Linked DNA regions of Mus musculus: all the other regions are linked to region 3. A link is a contact called in public Hi-C and HiChIP or PLAC-seq data. All regions are on one chromosome and are shown on one strand. Each heading gives the region's core, a stretch centred on a gene start, on an enhancer-like site or on the middle of the called end of the contact. The rest is flanking DNA. Distances are from core to core; before and after follow the strand shown. Region 1 has its middle 43 kb from the start of Tmcc3. Region 2 holds the start of Tmcc3 (transmembrane and coiled coil domains 3). Region 3 overlaps Ndufa12 (NADH:ubiquinone oxidoreductase subunit A12).

Region 1 (2,700 bases), core at 46-2,545, 260 kb before region 3:
AGGACAGAACGCTAGTGGGCCTGATCTTCGGTTGTCCAGGAAGTCGTCGCGGCTGCTGGGTAGCCCCTGGCCATGTCACGCCTGGAGGACAATATTCTGCATACCAATCCAATTTCTGATTCTCCCAGCAAGCTGCAAGGGTCTAACCCACCCTGCACCTGCTTTTGTATAAATGGTTTTATGATTTTAAGTGGTCGAAAAGAGTAATTTGTGAGGTGAAAATGACATGGATTCCCAACAGGTGTGATGGCTCACATCTGTAATTCCAGGATTGCCGGGCAGCCGAGGCAAGAGGATGGACTTAAGTTTGAGGCCAGCCTGGGCTACAGGCCATTTCCTGTCTCAGAAAGAGGAGGAAGAAGAGGAGGAAGAAAAGGAAGAGAGAGGGAGGGAAGGAGATAATGTAAAATTGAACTTTCAGTGTTCATAAGGAAAAACTTGTTAGCATATAATCTTGCTGCCCATTTCCTTATCATCTGTGCTGCTATAGACCTGAGTCGAATGCCTGCATCCAACAGAGAGATTCTCAGCCTCTCTCTCCAGCTAGCCACCTCTACCTGGATGTCTACACCTAAAACTGTGTGATACAAAAGCTCCTGTTTGTCAACCCGGTTCTCTTTTTAAAATTGAACTGTACATTCTGGTCATCTAAGGTCACTAGGGACCCTGAGCCTCCATAATTGCTCGGCTACAGCATCGATTTCTCCGTCTGTAGGAGTCCAAGACTCAGCGGCTGATGAGAGCTCTCATTCTCTGATGGCACCGTCTTGGTGCACTGTCACGTGCTGGGTGCAGTCACCAATCTTTTCCGGACATCTACAAGGACATTAATCCATCCATGAAGCTGGAGCCCACATGACTTATTCATCTGTCCAAGGCCCCACCTCCTGAGAGCCTCAGTGAGGACTGGGTTTCACCATGAACACGTGGGGAATGGCGGCAAAGGCTCCAGCCGTGGTCGTGCTGTCCCTCTCTCTTTCTCTAAGTGTCTATAGCCCCAGCAGCTTTCTGATAAATACCTCACTGTCAGCTGTTGCCCTGTGAGGTTTCTCCTAGGATTTCATCCGCCACCACTACAGACCCTGAGCCTTCTTCCTCCTTTACTCGTCTTGCTGGGAACGCTGAGCAGGAGGACTGCATGTGGGGAAGGACTCACGAGAAACCAGATCGTCCTTTCACAGTAAACAAATCACCCCACACTCTCCAGCTTGGCTGGTCAGGTCCGGTGGAGCACACCCTGTGTAATTGTATTGGCCGGACTGGAAAATGTTTGCTAGGCAAATGTGCAAATGAGGAACCCCAAGCAATGAGTGTTCCATGTTAAGTTCCCTGCTCTCTTAGCTAACAGGAGGAACTAACTTCAGACTTCTCATACCTAGTTTTCAGGGTGTAGGGATTATTTTGTAAATTAAAAATTCGTGTGTATGCATGTGTATGTGTGTGTGTGTGTGTGTGTGTGTGTTCTTGTCTGTTTGTGTACCACTTGCATACAGAAGCCCTCGAAGACCAGAAGAGGATAATAGATCCCTTGGTTTGGCAATAATAAATCATCAGGTGGATTCTGGAACCCAAACCCAGGAGGACCTCCACCAGAGGAGGAAATGGCCTTTTAAGACGTGCCCAGATTCAAGCCGGCCAGGGTCACAGCAATGAGAGGATGGACCAGTCACAGGGTCCCACCTTTAACCTAGAAGCTCTCTGCATTGACACCTTCAGGGAAGGGAAAAATCCATTTCCTCCAATGGAATTTTACTGGGTGTGATGGCTGCTCTTATGTCAGCTCAACACACAGACTAGAGTTATCTGAAAAGAGGGAGCCTCGATTGAGAAAATGCCCTCAAAAGATCCAGCTGTAAGGCATTTTCTTAATTAGTGATCAAAGGGGGAGAGCTTAGCCCAGTGTGAGTGGTGCTATCCCTGGGCTGGGGTCCTGGGTGCTGCAAGAAAGCAGGCTGAGCAAGCCAGGGGAAGCAAGGCAGTGAGCAGCACCCCTCCGAGGCGTGCCTCCTTCCAGGTTTCTGCCCGGTTTGAGTTCCTGTCCTGACTTCTTTGCTGATGAACAACATAGAAGTGTAAGCCAAAAAAACCCCTCTCCTCCCCAAGTTGCTCTTTGGTCGAAGCAATTCATCATTACAATGAAAACCCTGACTGAGACACTGGGTATATCAGTTGCATCTCAGGCAGCCCCCAAGCCCAATGTTAACTGCCGATACAAAGCCAAATCCATGTTTTTCTGTGAGATTTTTGTTTAGTTTTGGCATTTTGAGGGAAGGTCTTCTTGTTTTTGTTTTATTTTGTTTTGTTTCTTTTTTTTTCTTTTCTTTCTTTTTTTGAGAAAGAGAAAAACATAACACTGGGTGGAAAAATTGATCAAAATATATTGTATGAAACATTTTAAAATACTTTTAAATATAAACCTAGAGTATAAGTGCTAAGCCATCTCTTCAGCTGCAACTTGGATTCTTTTTTTCTTTTTTTTTAAATTGGGTATTTATTTCATTTACATTTCCAATGCTATCCCAAAAGTCCCCCACACGCTCCCCCACCCACTCCCCCACCCTCTCACTCCCATTTCTTGGCCCTGGCATTCCCCTGTACTGAGGCATATAAAGTTTGCACGACCAATGGGCTATCTTCTGATTCATATGCAGCTAGAGACACGAACTCTGGGGGGGGTATTGGTTAGTTCATATTGTTGTT
Region 2 (2,700 bases), core at 127-2,626, 300 kb before region 3:
CCAAAACTCTAAATGTTTTTCTTAGGGAGTTTGGGAATACTTTCCTGGTGCACTGTTATGAAACTTCTAATGAAACCGAGAAAGAGTCGGTCGATGCAGGAGCGATTCCACCAAACTCATTAAATTTGTGGGTTTTTTTTTTTTAATCATTTTTCCTAAATTGATTAAGAGGCGCTAAAGTGAAAAGAGAAATGAGGTAAACATGCCACTTCTGGGAGAATCGACTACTGTTTCAAATTGTGACTGCATACCCACATTATATATAAGGGACCCCTGCATATGCCTATCACTTATGGCCGCAACTTGATCTTAGAGGTGGAAGGGTAGAAACTCTGCCCGGTCTATCTCTACGAACTTTATACAAGAAAGCCGACATCGAATCCCCAGTTCCTCGGACAAGCCAGAAGTTGGGAGGCTCAGAGAACAACTCCAGGTGCCGCCTGCCAGAGTGGAGGAGGTGCTGTTTCAAATGGCACTTTAGTCCGTCAAAAGAAGGGATGGGGGGGGGGGTGTCACATCCTTGCTGGACACTTGAGCTTCCCAAAAGGGAAAGTGTTCCTCAGGAGGGGCCCAGAGCTGGGGCTGTGGCCTCCGTCTTTATAGTGAAGCCCTCCATGGCCGGTCTCCACAGCTTGCTCAGAAGAGCTATTTTCGCTCACAGCCAAAATCAGCAACAGCAAATTAGGCTGCAAACCGTGGCGAAGGCACCCGCTCTGCACGGCTCCCAACTCCGGAGCGTCCATGCCGAGATCGACTTTTGACCTGGGCAGCGCGTCCCGGGCGTACAGTGCAGGGGACTCAGCTGCCAGGCAGGGGACGCAGCAGCAATGCAGAGCCCTGCAGGTGGCTGTGCCGGGAGGGAGCCAGACCCTGGGAGTCCCGGGGACCCGGCAGGCAGCGTGCGCTCTCTGGCGGGGAGGAGAGCCCGGCGACACCGTCGTGGAATAGGACTGGCTAGCCTCCGATTCCAGCGGTGGCCCAGCGTCCCCGGGCCGCAGGTTTTCCCCGGACCTTCCCGGCCGGGAGAGGCCGGCGTTGGGTTCTACGGTGCTGAGCCTCCGAGCCGACCCGGCCCGCGCCCTCCCCACGCAGACTCGCACCCCCGCGCCGCCCTGCGCGCGCCCTCACCCGGCTCTTGCAGCGGTGGTGCCGGCCGGGGTCTGAGTAGGTCCGGTCCACGGTGAGCGCCGTGTCGCTGCCCGGCATGTCTGCGCTTAGACTGACAACTTTGCGTCCTCCGGGGCTGCCGCTCCACTCGGCGCCGGGTGGCAGCTGCTCGCCGTGCTCCGCTCACCCTCGCCCCGGAGCCGCGGCCGAGGGGGTGGCGCGGGCCGCTGCAGCTGCTGCCGACACCCCGCGGCCCTGCGCCGCCGCCCGGGTGGGGAGGCGGGCGACAGTCTCCGCCCCTTTCCCCGCTCCCCGCCCCTGCGCCCGCGCGGCGCCTAGACCCGCTCCAGGTGCCGGGCTCAGCTGCCCTCCCTGCCTGCGAACGGGGCCCACGCGCTCCCACGCCTCTCCCGGCTCAGATGAGCGACGCTGGCACAGGTTATGGACCCACTTGAGTGTGATAAAAAAGACGGGTTTGAGCACACAGGAGGTTGCCGGATGCCTTAATGAAATATATATACATATTTCACTCAACAGGCACACTTACTTGCTGGACAGCTTTCCTGGACCTGGACAGTGGGCTAAGGATTCCAGGACGGAGGGGCATTTTCCCATCTAGTATTCCACGGAGCGGCACTCCCACTGTGTTGTGTATCTTAATTGTGCTTGTGTGACTCACTGTGTTGTAAGCTACTTTGAAACCGGGACATCTTTCCACTTGAGCGTTCTCTAGTCCCAGCGAGTGCTCCCTGCCCACAAGGAATTTGGAATCTGAAGAGAAAAAGTACTGATTGGTAATCAATGCGGTATCGGTTGCCTAACCCCCAAATTAACTACACAAGGTCCAGTGGTTTCGTGAGACGTGCCCCTGAGACCGGATTGGCAGGTTTTAAATCACTGATCCTAACAGGCTCAGAGTGCAGTGTGATCTGCCTACAGGGAGGGGAGGAGGTGTTTATCCCCCTAGCTGGCTGAGAGAAAACAGGTCTGTGCGTTGGGTGGGGGTGGGGGAGGGGACCCTCAAGGTGTCGGTTTAGTGGGTGTCTTCAGGCAAAAAGGGATCAGGTAGAAGAACGGAGAGTCGGGGGTAGGGGGTGGGGGGAATGTACTTTCAACATTAAGTTCAGCTTTGTTCTGTGGGTGTTTGGCAAGCTGCTGGGCTCCCTGAACCAGAAGTTGACAAGATCAGGATGGAAGTCTAAGACATCTATCTGATAGTCCTGTGAGAGGCATTGATGAAAGATAAAGAACTCTCGATAGGAGGCCTTTTCAAAGACTGAGGACAACCTGACCTATGTGTCATTCACTCACAAGGAGACCAGGGAACCAAGCATGTCGACTTAGTGGAGTATTAGACAAGTGTAGCAGTTGCGATGGCCCTCTGTGGAGTCATTTCTAGCATGTATAGTTAAGTGAAGAAAAGCAAGGTGCTGGAGAATATAGTGTTCTACCATTTATTGAAAGTGCAATGTGTATCATATCTATATAGAGAAATATAGATACATATACATACATACATATACATAAATATAGATATATGCCTGTGCTTATATATACACAGGGCACATTTCTGACAAGATAAAAAAAAAGCTA
Region 3 (2,897 bases), core at 35-2,534:
CTTAAAATGCACATAAAGATGGAAGGAGAGAACCAACTTCACCAGTTTGTTCTCTGGTCCCATATAGTCCTTGTAACACTCACCCAGCCCCTACCTCACAGCACCCCACTGTATACAAATAATAATGAACCCAATTTTAAAAAGAGAGCAGGGGAGGGGGTACAAAACGGTGGGTGGACATGTTATCAATGACACAAGTATGAAAACAGAACAGTTAATGATGAGGGCGACACATTAATAATAGTTTAAAAGGAAGCAAGGCAGGAAAAAGTAGTTGGCAGATCTTAGATGAGTTGAAATGACCCTTAAGTTCTGGCTTGAGTAATAAGAACTGCCTATGTGATCCGAACAGTGACTTGACACACGATTCCCTGGGCATTTGAAGGATTGGGGAAAATTAAATATATTAAATTTATAGATGTAACCTAACTAAAATGCTTAAAATAATGTAATGAACTAAATTTGTAAATAGATATAACTGTTTAGGAGAATTTAATCCTTTCCATTAGAGTTTATCAAACATTCATCAAGGAACAAAAGAAAATGATTATTCTTTATTTTTATGCAGAAAGTATTCAATTTACTAATCTTGTTATTCTGCTTATGAGCTAAGCCTCGAGGCTTAAGAAGAACTACAGTTTAAGATTTACAGCTGCAATAAATGGGATGTTAATTTTAAATACAAATTGCCATTGTACAACAGCCCCCAGCTAGGGGAACACTGACTAACAGGCAGAATGTTGCTGAGACGCAGGAAGTGTCTGTGAATGGGGGAGGAAACCACAAATCACTTGCATATGTCACAAATACAAATGCTTATTATTTATAACCACAAATGTTCTTCTACAGAGGATGTGACAGTAAACTAACATCTCTTCTCTCCACTGGGATTCTTAGGGGACAGAGGTAGCAGCTACACAGGAGGCTGAAGCAGGAGGATCCCATGAACCTACCAGTTCAGATCCAAACTAGGCAACACAACATGATCTCATCTCTCAAAAAGAACATATTCCTTTTCTAAAAAAGCCGACCTATATCCGTGGACCAGGTGAGGGGAATCCTAAGGGTGTCCGTTCAAAAGCCAAGGAATTCAGAGTGTATTTCTGGTTGCACTGTGTGCCTCTGGATTACCAAGGTTTCTCTAACAGTCACACCTCACAATCAGGCTTTGCTTTGTTTTGTGTCTTTGTGGAGTTCCAGAATGAAGCCAGGGCTCTGTGCAGGGAACACGAATGCTCTACCCCGAGCCACCCACCACTATTTACATCTCCTTCTCCCAGCCCGCCCACCTGTCTGACTATCTTTATGTCTTCTATAATCCCCACCTCCCTGGTACAAGGCACTCTGCAGCCCAGGCTGGTGGTATTTAGTCCAGGCCAGCCTTTAACTCCTGATTCTTCTTCTTTTTCCACTTCCCTACTACTGAGCATACAGACATGGACCACCACACCCACTGCATCTTTTCTATGTCTGTGAACAGCCTCACTCAGTGCTTTGATCCAATGAAGCACTCTTGACTTTCCTCTGCCTACCCCACCTCCTCCACACAAACCTGTCTATGGCTTTGTTCTTTAACAACAATAAAAACAAAAAAACTAGAAGACAGGCCAACAGGAGGGAAGAAGGGTGGGTGAGAGCGGGAGGAAGGGAGGGAGGGAGGGAGAAAGGGAGGGAGGGAGAGAGAGAGAGAGAAGGGAAGGGAGAGAGAGCGAGAAAGAGAGAGAGAGATTGATTTCAGTATACAAGGAGACATGAGTGCTCTACACTGAGGAAAAAGACATGTTAGCTATAAGTGAACAGAAGGTGCCACCAAGTGGAGGCATGGCATATATGCTGCAGAGAAAAATCCAAGCAAGCCATTAAACTACAATTTTTAAGCAAGTCAGGGTTCCAACACGTCAAATCAAAAACAGTAAATCTACTTCTACTGATACAAGAGACAACAATGACTTTATCCTACTTGCATGAAATAACCCAGCAGTCCACTTCTCCACACTCAGTAATACTCCAACCCTGCCAAGTTTTACGTAGCTACTCATGATTCATTTGGTCTTTATGTCAGCAACTCTATGCTCAGGCTAAGAGCTAGGGAATGATGGGTAATTTAACGATAAAAGTGAGGAGAGATAAAAGTGGTATAAAATATGTAGCATTTACTTAAGTAATACTTTGAGATTATTCTATATAAGCATTTAAACTAATACAAATACTAAGACATTTTAATCTTAGTAAAGAATTGTAGAATTGTATGACTCTGCCAGGTTGTACTCATCAGGTGCTGTAAACTCCTGGAGGGCACGTGTGCTTCCCTTCTCACAGGGACACAGCGCCAGTGCCTGACGTGCAGTAGGCCTCAGATGAATAGCAGTTGAAAGTCTTTGAGCAGAGTACTGTGCGGGGTAACAGACAGTAACATTTTCCTTTCAAGGCCCATGCAGCCCAGTGTCCTTCCAAGACATCCGCCACACTGGCACACACATCCCTTCTGCAGGTCCACGGGTGGACCGAGTGGCCATAACGGCGACTGGCAGACTGAAAGGAACAAAGCAAAGACAGGATCCATAAAGTGAACTTGCCACCCCACAAGATTAGGGAAGAGTAAGGGAAACTGACAAGATGACTAAAGATCTCTGATTCTATCAAAATTTACTAATGCCTCGGAAGAAAACCTGTCCCCAGGTGACATTACTCAGCTGCTGAGCAAGCTGCAAGACTGTCACAGGCCTTAGTGGCAGCTGCTGACTCAGAGCGGAGGACAGAGCCACCACCTGCAGCTGGGCAGCCTCACAGGTTCCTCACTGCGAGCTCTGCAGTCGGTCATGCAGCTGACAGCTCACTCAGCCATCCAGGAGCTGGGCTCCCTTACTCCCCAGACGACACAGCACACACTCAAGGGA

What was found. Hi-C and Micro-C count contacts between places; a contact is called where the count stands out from the background. HiChIP or PLAC-seq counts read pairs in DNA pulled down with a chosen protein or histone mark.
Region 1: a Hi-C map of bone marrow-derived macrophages shows a contact between it and region 3, with 1.9 times the contacts expected there. The contact joins two enhancer-like sites. A contact is called at or near these places in 14 of 484 Hi-C or Micro-C datasets (B cells, the G1E-ER4 cell line, the HPC-7 cell line and 7 more).
Region 2: a contact with region 3 is called in an H3K4me3 HiChIP or PLAC-seq map of neural progenitor cells, with 6 times the contacts expected there. The contact joins the promoter of Tmcc3 here to the enhancer-like site in region 3. A contact is called at or near these places in 10 of 484 Hi-C or Micro-C datasets (the N1E-115 cell line, cardiomyocytes, cerebellar granule neurons and 6 more), 8 of 115 datasets of contacts at active chromatin or transcription factors (SST interneurons, bone marrow-derived macrophages, embryonic forebrain and 5 more) and 2 of 9 other capture datasets (adipose tissue and pancreatic islet).

What each region holds. Positions count from the first base shown.
Region 1 is chr10:94,470,211-94,472,910 of GRCm38.p6, reverse strand. It overlaps a transcript of Tmcc3 not described here. Among named protein-coding and RNA genes, the nearest start is that of Tmcc3, 43 kb to the left of the region's middle. Within about 2 kb of position 1,295, at least 10 of the 459 cell types and tissues checked have an H3K27ac peak or open chromatin away from gene starts, as enhancers often do. A contact at or near this core is called in bone marrow-derived macrophages, where this site is marked.
Region 2 is chr10:94,513,533-94,516,232 of GRCm38.p6, reverse strand. It overlaps Tmcc3 (transmembrane and coiled coil domains 3), which reads right to left and starts at 1,376. Exons shown (of 4, transcript NM_172051.3): 1 at 1,129-1,376. The coding sequence starts at 1,206. Gm40743 (a long non-coding RNA gene) reads left to right here and starts at 1,354. Exons shown (of 3, transcript XR_871960.2): 1 at 1,354-1,545; 2 at 1,645-1,901.
Region 3 is chr10:94,209,813-94,212,709 of GRCm38.p6, reverse strand. The region is part of intron 3 of Ndufa12 (NADH:ubiquinone oxidoreductase subunit A12); the gene reads right to left. Among named protein-coding and RNA genes, the nearest start is that of Ndufa12, 12 kb to the right of the region's middle. Within about 2 kb of position 1,284, at least 22 of the 459 cell types and tissues checked have an H3K27ac peak or open chromatin away from gene starts, as enhancers often do. A contact at or near this core is called in the N1E-115 cell line, bone marrow-derived macrophages, cerebellum and 3 more, where this site is marked.